Linked DNA regions of Zea mays: regions 2 and 3 are each linked to region 1. The links are chromatin contacts, called in public Hi-C maps. All regions are on one chromosome and are shown on one strand. Each heading gives the region's core, a stretch centred on a gene start, on an enhancer-like site or on the middle of the called end of the contact. The rest is flanking DNA. Distances are from core to core; before and after follow the strand shown.

Region 1 (3,258 bases), core at 299-2,798:
ATTAACGTATAATTGTAACAACATATCTAACAGATCTATACGCACAGATCTTGAAAGTAGTAGGTGTAGGGATGGCAACGGGGATTCCTCCGTCGGGGAATGGCTCCCCATCTCCGTCCCCGCGGGGAGAAAAATTCCCCGTCCCCGTCCCCGCGAACGCACACGGGGGAGATTTTTCTCCCATCCCCATCCCCGTCAGGGAATTTATCCTCGTGGGGAACCCCGCGGGGAATCTTTCCCCATTACAAGTACAATATTTAAAGATAAATTTAAATTAATTGTATCAAATTAATACAAATTTAACAAACAAGATTAAAAATTACAAGAGACATCTACTTTAGAGTTTAGTTTGCTATTTTATAACATGTCATACATTGAGTTTTTACTATAATTCTAACCAATAAATTGACTAACTTGAATAAAAAAGTTTTATGGGGCGGGTACACGAGGAACGGGGATGGAGGATGGTTCCCCGTCCCCGTGAACCCGACGTGGATTAAATTTCCCTTATTTAGATCCCCGCGGGGACTAAATTAGTCTTATACCCGTCCCCTAATAGAGGAATTCCCCGTGAGGAATCGGGGATCGTGTCCCATTGCCATCTCTAAGTAGGTACAGGCGCCTGATCATAGGCTGATTAATAAAGAGGTTGAAATCCAATGCTGGTTAAAGTTTGACTAGATCGATCCAGATCAAGACCTTAGTTATGTTTAATCTAAAAGAAAGCATTACGCACGTATGGCCGAACAGAGAAAACACCAGCCCTTGGATCAAGATTAGATTAGATTAATTTAAAAGTTAGTTATGTTAAATATATCTAAAAGCTAGTTGCTCGATCAAGATTAGATTAGCAACAAGAAGACAGCATGCTACCGTACCTTCCCCAAGGCTCTTCTCGTATGCTTCCACGAACAAGTCGTGCAGTCTCCTTGTCCAAATGAGCCTCGGCCTCTTCCCTTGTTGATGCTGGTGGCCATTGCCGCCGGCCCCAGCGTCGTCGCTGCCGGCAGGTGGCGCTGGCGCCGACGTTCTACTATGCGAAGACTCGGCGACCGACATGGAGCTTCCGCCGCTCGCCTGCGCGGACTCTAGCAGCTTTTGCCTCCTGCGCTTCTTCGGCAACTCGGGCTGCTGCTGCCGCTGCTCGGCCTTTACGTCTCTGGACTCCATGGGAGAACGCCGCTGATCGACTTGGCGGTGTGTAGGCACGATCGACGTCGACCCGTACGACCGTACCATCCAATATAGGAAACCAGGGAGCATTTATATAGTAGCAGATCAACGGGGCTGTTCCGCTGTCCGTTCCATGGCTGCGACGCGCACGGACTATCGTCTATCGGACATCTCTGCAATTTCAATTGCCTTCCGTCGTGGGGACCACATCGGGTGGGTCCGGATGTGTCATCAATATTGTTCGTAATCTCAGATTAGCCCACACGGCTGTCTGGCCCGGTCACCGTCCGATCCAGATCGCACGCCACGCCCCCGCCTCCTAGCTCCCCTCATCAGACATCACCCCCGCAAGGCCGCAACGGCCCAGCGCCGACCAAACAGGGTCCTCGTCACAGAACACGCGCCCCACCCGTCTCGTCGCGCCGATCCAGCCCGGCGCTCGGCCCCGCGGCGTGTGCAATGGCCCTCGACACCGCCGACGCCGACGCGCCGCGCTTGCGCCTCGATGCCAGCGCCGCCGTGCACCCGCTCCTCTCCGACGACGGCTCCACGGCCGCGGGGGAGACAGCGGAGCAGCTGGACGCCAGGTACGCGCCCTACGCGCGCCGGGACGCGTACGGAACCATGGGCCGCGGCCCGCTGCCCGCGGCGCAGGCGGTGCGGCTGGCGCTGGCCGCCGCCGTGCTCCTCCCGCTCCGCTTCGTCGCGGGGATGCTCGTGCTCCTGCTCTACTACTTGGTGTGCCGCGCGTGCACGCTGTTCGTGGATGCAGATGGGGGGCGGCCGAGGTTGGCGGGGTGGAGGAGGAAGGCCGTGCTGCGATCGGGGTGCGCGCTCTCACGGGCGATGCTCTTCGTCTTCGGGTTCTACTGGATCCGCGAGACCCGCAGGAGGTCCCCTAATGCTAAGGTTAGTTCCGGTGTCATGCCTGATTGCCTGTACTGAATAATGCCAGCGTTTTGGTTCTGTGTTGCTTCAGAAGTACTGTATTTGGTCCTAGAGCACCAAGGTTGATGGTTTGTAGGAAGTAGAGTGATAGCGACACTAAGTTCAGTGTTACTCACTACGTATGTATAATATAATGGTTTGTTTTGCTTGTTCAGATAGATTGAAGATAAGTTTGATTGATGTTATGTGGCTTGTATTAGTCACGAATCTAAAATCTGGATGGTACATATATTCTCACTTTTGGACAATGAATGGGGATACCCTGTGCCCCTGCCCTTTCAACTTCCAGAAAAATATCTTAGCGCTCAATTCAATTTGCGATTGCTAGCAATAGAGACGTTTGGTCCCTTACAACACTCAACGGATTTGGATTGTACTTCAGTAATGGCAGTGATTTATTTTGCACATAATGCATCATATTACTTTCACAGATTACTGTGGTTCTGCCCATGCGACTGAACTATAAATTTTGTACCCTGGTTTCCTTGCCATCTTGGTTTACATTTTATCAGGGTTTAAATCAGGACCAATTTGAAGAATCACAAAGGCCAGGGGCAATTGTATCTAATCATGTCTCTTATGTGGATATTCTTTATCACATGTCAGCATCCTTTCCAAGTTTTGTTGCTAAGGTACTTATTTGTTGTTCCTAATAACTTGTTCACACTTTACAAATCAATATATTCTAGTTTTGTATGTGCCCTATCAATGCTTAAACACATCCTTATTATAGGAGTCAGTGTCCAGGTTGCCACTTATTGGTCTCATAAGGTACCTTTTTCTTGCTCATTAGTATTTTCCTAATTTTCGGTAGTGTCTTATTCATATATGTATTCTGCCAGAAGATGAACAACTAGTTTCATTTGTATCTTCCTATTTTATATGTACATTATATTGAAACCAACTTTACTTTTCTTTTCTGGTGTAATGCAGCAATTGTCTTGGATGCATTTTTGTTCAACGAGAATCAAAGTCTTCAGAAGCTAAAGGTGTCTCAGGTATATATTGACTATATTCCTTCCTGGTAATAGTTATACTTGTGCTATTTTTCTCAGGTATGTATTATGCTAGTTTTCTCGTGCCAAACGAAAGTTACTTAATATTGTTATGTGGGGCGCAGTGTATAAGCGCCCTCCA
Region 2 (3,258 bases), core at 277-2,776, 210 kb before region 1:
TCGGAACCCTAATTGGCTCTCCGCACGCGCGGACCGTCTGGACCACCAGTGCAGACCGTCTAGACCACAAGTGTGCACCGTCTGGCCGTCTCTTTTGGGGCTCAACAGTCTGTTGCTACTCGAGTTACGAGCCAGAGGCATTTCTTCGCAGAGAGACGGTTCCACGATTTTTTACAAATGCCCCTTTAAACACCTCAATAGCATCTATATTAAGCACCAATGTACATGTCCTAAGTAGTCAATATAAAAAAACTCAAGCTCGAGGCAGAGAACATGATGATTGGCCCATTAAATTTATTAAATACTTTGATTGAGTGTAATAAATATAGTAAGACACATGATTTAGACACATTCATCATATCATATAATGTTTTAGTTGTGTTTTATACTTAGAGTATCGTGCAGCGGTGTCAGAGTTGTACATGTCCTAAAGGCAACGACGAGAGTAGGGATAAAGGATACACATAATATCTGTCCGTATTCGAATTCAATTCGTCTAAAATTTAAGATTCGATCAGTATTCAAACTTTCAGTATTCGATCCGTATTTGATATATATCGGAGTTGAATATTTAAGTTGTAGATATTGTGTCTAAATCTTATTTGATGCAACTCGATAATATTCACATTTAATCCAAATCTCCCGTAATATTAATCCTTGGATGGGATCATATATACGGCGCGTGGGCCCACTGGGCCGTCATGGAGCCCCCGTGCGTCAGCGGACTCGGATCAGGTGCACGCATCCCACCCATGTGCACTGGCACATGGCACGTGCCAGACGCGCGCCACGGCATCCGCATGGAGCAGCGGCGCGAAACGTCTGACGCGGAAGCCCTTCCCACCCGCCGGCCCGGCAGGCTCCGTCGAACCAGGCCGGCCGTGTCACCGCCGCCTGCGCACCACACCGATCGCCATTAAATGAGGGACATCCAAATCCAACTGCCGTTCCCCCTATCCTTTAAATGCGACGCCATCCTTTGTGCTACTACTCCTTCGCAGTTCGCACGGAACCCCTTGGAAGATTTAAAGATTCTGCAATCAATTGACAATTATCCTGAAAGGTCCTAGCAAGTAGTACGTGCGGTGTTGAGGCAGGCGGGCCTACCTGTGGGCGGCAAACCACGTGCCGATTCGGGCGTGTGTCGCCTAACCTTTCGCCGGAGCCCGGAAGAGTGAAGTATACGATGAGATTTCGGGTAACTCTCAGTCCCATCGAATAAACCCAAACCTAAACTATAACAAATAGTAGCACTGAAAATAGGTTGTATGGAGGACTGGGCAGTAACGGTTTCGTTTGCCAGGTATGCGAGTGTCAGGCGTGGGTTCTCCGGACTCCTATACGGTTTACACACGCGTGCAGGTTTAATTGTACCGCATGTTTTTCGTGTAATAGAGATCTAGTCCTCTCAATCCTTTTCACGTGCCACGTACACACCGTCTTAAAATATAAAATATAAGGCGTAACTATTTTTTCGTGTCCTATAATATAAAACGTTGTTCTTTAAATACACACGTACATTGTAGTAATATAGAGAATTAAATATATTTCTTAGTCTTTGAGCAAATGAACAGAGAGAGAGTATAGTTTTGCAGCGGTTCATTGCACGCACACATGCTTAGAGACAGAGGAGGAGGAAACCCCGTGCTTCTTAAAAACATATCCACGCTCACATTCTGCTATCGTACAAACACCGTTTCTATACAGGCCAAGGCGACAAGCTTCGTCCAGCTCTGCATCAAAGAAGGAAGGAAGTTATGGACCGCACCTACTACAAGGGCGGCATCAAGGCGTACTGGAAGCGCCGGGGCTACTACCGCATCGACGCCGCCGCTGCGCAGCGCCGGCCGCCGCTCCCCACCGCGGAGCTCGGAGGTGGCGTGGGTGTCGCCCAGGCCCAGCCGCCGGCGCCGACGCTGGAGGGTGCCTCGGGGCGGCGCCGATGCCGCGGGTGGCGCGTGCGCCGCGGCCAGCTGCGGCGGCGGCTGCTCCGCGCGCTGTCGCCGCGCCGGTGGCTCATGCGGCTCCGCGACGCGTACGTGTCCGCCATGCTGCGGCTGGCGTCCTCCCCCGCCGTCGGGTACGGCGCCGGCCAGCCCTACTGCGGCACGGCGGCCTTCGCGCGGCCGGCGCAGCTCAAGGAGTACGAAGATAAGGTGCTGGTGGAGATCTACAGGTCCATACTCGCGGGCGGCGGGCCTGGCCCCATCGCCGTCACTACCGGCAGCAACGGCGCCGGTGCGCCTGCCGCCGCCACACTACGGCTACCGACGGCTGCTGCTTGAGCTTGAGCGGCAGATGAAGCATGTATTTATTCTTCTTGCTTTTACTCTTTATGTCGCGACGTTGTAACTTCGGTGCGCCTCACAAGCATTTCATTTCTTCTTCGTAAACTAGTTAAATGTCCATGCGTTACAACGGGAATATATAATACACGATAACCTATGTTCAAATGTGTATTATATTGTCATGTAAAAAGGTTTCGTAATCAATTTGTGATCCAAACTATACATAAATTTTGTTATTTTAATTTAGTTATTTCATCATTACATTGCAACCATCAATACCATGTAAATTTTGTCCGTACGTTGCGACGAAACACAAATTATTCAATAAAACATTAGTACACAACGATTACAGTTTGCCAGCTTCTGAATATCACAAGATTTATAAGGTCAAATTAAGTTATGCTCTTTTGTACTTTGTTAAAAAACAAGATTTATAAGGTCAAATTAAGTTATGCTCTTTTGTACTTTGTTAAAAAACAAGACGAATTACAAACCAAATTTTACGCACACCATCCGATCATGAAGTTGAACAAAATTAATTAATCTTAAACCTGGATCAAGCAATCTCCACATTTCTAAAGATGCTCTCTTTCAGCTATTGTACACGCAAGACTTCAAAACGTTTGCGGCCTTAAGTAGCTGCGAAGATCCTCCCACGTTGGCCTTAAACGTACAAGCGCACTGATATCCCTAATCTGCAGAAAGTAGAACAAAATTAGAATTCCCAAAAGTGTTTCCCCATCACCCATCAAGTATGAGCTGAAGTTTCTTGCCAGTGATACATACATGATTCATTCAAATAATGATAGAGCATAACAAAAAAAAAGTAATTACAGACCTCATATAGTCCACCTTTCACAGGAACCCCAACCAACTCTTCCTCAACCTTAATTACAGACCTCATATGTAGAAACATCGCTTTCAACCAATGATCCTCTCTCCACCAGTACGCAAGCAGCTCTTCCCCCCT
Region 3 (3,258 bases), core at 252-2,751, 140 kb before region 1:
ATTCACTCCCCCTCTAGGCGACTTTCAGCACTAAATAAAGCACGACCGACCAACCCGACCATATGCAACTATCTTACCCATCTGATGGTTGCATAACCCCTCTGTTTTAACCTAACAGAGATTCTGACCTACCTACACCATATGGTCCATACTATCGCAAAAGATTCTAGCATATCCTATTAGTATATATCCTACCTTGGTAGATCTATCTAACCTAAACTAGTCTAATCTAGATCATATCTAATTTAATATGTTCTAATCTAGTGTGAGTTACTTAATGATGGTACAAAGGATAAGGCCATACTCCTAACTCACTTAAGCCTAAATTGGTGACTGGGATTAACTCGGCCATACCTAACAACTTGACCTACATGATAGGTTACATAACCTATCCAACCAATCTAGAAGCAAACAACCAAACCAGATTCTCGCTAATCTCATTTAACTCATAGCCACCTACTAACCTAGTTGCTCGGCCTACTAAATTGTTACCTACAAATCTATCTTAACCTATTATCCCTAACCTGATGAAGACATCAAAGCTCAAGAAGGAAAGAGATTAACCTCATCAGCAAAGGATAAAAGAATCATCTGGATCGCAAAAGTAGTCATGATCCACCAACCAGGATGAAGTCTTTCCTTACCCATTACTTCTTACCATCATTTATCCTGCTCTAACCAAATCTCATATTGCCTAAAAAGTGGCTAGGCATCCCATGCTTTCATAATCACTTTCTAATTATCAGGAAACTTCTTAGTCTTAAACTAATTAGGAACTAAAAGCTAAACTATAAATAAAGCTTCGTACATCCCTTCTTATGAATTTCGAGGACGAGATTATTTTTAAGGGGGGTAGGATTTGTAACACCCGAAATCCTGTGCTGAGAATTATAAATGTTTCTCCAAGAGATTTGAGATAAAATGACTTCTAAGAAAGATTTCCATCCTCTATAAAATATAATAATGGGCAAGAATGTGGTATTCGAAGCATAGATCTAAAACTTAAAGCTTGAGTTGGAGCGGCAAATAAGGGAGAGACTTTCAAAGTAATTAATATTCCTTTTATAAACCATATAATCACAACCATCCTTAAAAATAATTGAACTAAAATAATTCATGAGAAAGATTATATATTAACATAGCCTAAGTAAATATAACTAAAGAGGATTATCTATCTTAAGTGTGCATTCAAAGATAATATTTCTCTAAAATAAATACTATGTGTACATTCCATCATTAAATCATTTATCTAAATGGTTAAAAATAAATAAAGAAAATAATAATTAAATTAGGCATCATGCTTGACCTATGGGTGTGAATTCTTGTATTCAAAACTGAATCAAAAATTGAAATATGAAAATTGAAAACTAAAACAGAAAACAGAAGAAAACAGAAAATAGAGAAGTAATAATAAAAAAAATAGAAAAGGTGAAACCTCGACATGTTCAGCCCATATGCTTTCCAGCCCAACTTTCCCTTTTTATTTTTTTCTCTTTTACGCTGTGTCTATGGCATGCGGGCCCCACTTGTCAATCAATACACCCAGCCATCTTCATCCCTAAGCCACATCGTAGCTACCTGGCGACAAACGCGGGATCTGTTGCCGTGCATGCCAACGAACAACCCGATGCCATGCTTCGCTGGGGGCTATAAAACCAAATCGCATGCACCTCTCCTTCCAAACCGTTCTCGTTGACTATCGCCGCTGAGGGCTACGCCACCGTCCACAAGATCGAGAGTGTGAGATGAGCTCGTCATCGTTGCAATAGAAGCCCAGCAAGCTCGCGGCCTGGCCCTCAGTATGGAGCATCGCCGGGGCACACCGCGCGTGGGGGTTAACTTCCCGGGCGAATGGATCGACTATGGAGGCCAGAACTGCTCGCCGTCTATTCGTCTTTCACTCTCCCCTGCACCAACACCACCAATCAGGTCCCCCACCACTTCCGTCGCCCTCGCTCGCTTCGCCATGGCCGAGTACCACCTCGGACTTCAGCTGCACGGCCACACCGACGACGTTCGTGGCATCTGTGTATGCGGCAAGCTTGGATCGCGACATCACCGGGGGACCGTACTGTGAAGCTCTAGACCCGGAACCCAGAATTGGAGAGCGAATATGTTCTCTCCAAGTCAATCGCAGGACACTCAAGTTTTGTTGGCCGATTGGCTTGGATGCCTCCTTCAGACCATTTTCCTGAAGGTTGAATCGTCTCAGGTGGAATGGACACATTCGTTTTTTCCTCTAGGATCTGCAAAAAAAGGAGAAGTTGCCGAGACAATGAAGGGGCACAGTTCGCAAGTCACTTGACTTGCTGTGGACACTAACAGTGACCTAATCTCTTCGTCCATGGATTGTACTGTAAGAAGTTGGAGAAATGGCAATGCTATAGATGTTTTGGAAGCGCACAAGGTTGCAGTGCAAACTGTTCTAAAGCTGCCCACAGGGGAACTCTCCACTCGTTCAAGTAATTCCACTATTAAGCTATGGAAAGGAAGGATTTGCCTACAGACTTTTTCAGGACATGCAGCACTGTCAAGTTATGGGCATCGACAATTCAACCTCTGCTGGACATGATTGGACGATCGAGACGTCATGGTACCCCCTTCACCGAGCCAAACTTAAAAAAAAGGACCTCGGACTTCTATGAAATAAACTCGTCATCCACGTCGATTTAAAAGTAATTCTAACTGGATCCTTTTATCTGTAAATTTAACCCTGAGTTTTCGAGAAATAGTGGCCACCCTCCTCGGGTCTGGGAATCTCAGAAAATAAAATCTAAATGAGTTTCAGGATAAAAATAAATATGATAAACTTAGAAAATCCATAATTTTCTTGTTTTAACTCTAATTTGACCCATTCAAGTTGCATTAGCTTCGTAATAACATTGCCTACATTTTAGTAACATTCTTTTAGCACGCAATATGTTGTTAAAAATAAATAGCTAATTTTTTAACCCATGCTTATTAACTGACTCGTTTAATCTAAGTTGATATAGTAGTTTAATTTGGATCATCTATATATTGACTAAAATATGATTTCTAATCAAGTTGAGTTAATTATTTATAAAATATGCTCTCATATGGTGTATACTAATCACTTTATAATATAAATTAATATTTCATCGCATAGATCTTCCAAAAATCATAACTTTAAAATCATAACTCCGAATTTAGTGGTTCTCGAACCCACGATCTCGTAGCGCCGTAGATTATTATTACACAGTTTATTCTTATGTTTGGTGTGATGTTAATTTTACCTAT

What was found. Hi-C and Micro-C count contacts between places; a contact is called where the count stands out from the background.
Region 2: a Hi-C map of tassel shows a contact between it and region 1, with 2.4 times the contacts expected there. The contact joins the promoter of LOC100274802 here to the promoter of LOC100193648 in region 1. A contact is called at or near these places in 3 of 25 Hi-C or Micro-C datasets (ear, endosperm and tassel).
Region 3: a Hi-C map of leaf shows a contact between it and region 1, with 4 times the contacts expected there. The contact joins the enhancer-like site here to the promoter of LOC100193648 in region 1. A contact is called at or near these places in 3 of 25 Hi-C or Micro-C datasets (ear, leaf and tassel).

Annotation. Positions count from the first base shown.
Region 1 is chr3:55,673,556-55,676,813 of Zm-B73-REFERENCE-NAM-5.0, reverse strand. LOC100193648 (Lysophospholipid acyltransferase LPEAT1) reads left to right here and starts at 1,548. Exons shown (of 8, transcript NM_001138744.1): 1 at 1,548-2,082; 2 at 2,634-2,753; 3 at 2,855-2,892; 4 at 3,055-3,119. The coding sequence starts at 1,633.
Region 2 is chr3:55,880,521-55,883,778 of Zm-B73-REFERENCE-NAM-5.0, reverse strand. LOC100274802 reads left to right here and starts at 1,526. Exons shown (of 1, transcript XM_020550707.3): 1 at 1,526-2,543. The coding sequence starts at 1,758. The coding sequence ends at 2,285.
Region 3 is chr3:55,814,589-55,817,846 of Zm-B73-REFERENCE-NAM-5.0, reverse strand. No RefSeq gene overlaps it. Among protein-coding and RNA genes, the nearest start is that of LOC111591218, 53 kb to the left of the region's middle. Within about 2 kb of position 1,501, at least 13 of the 20 cell types and tissues checked have an H3K27ac peak or open chromatin away from gene starts, as enhancers often do. A contact at or near this core is called in ear and leaf, where this site is marked.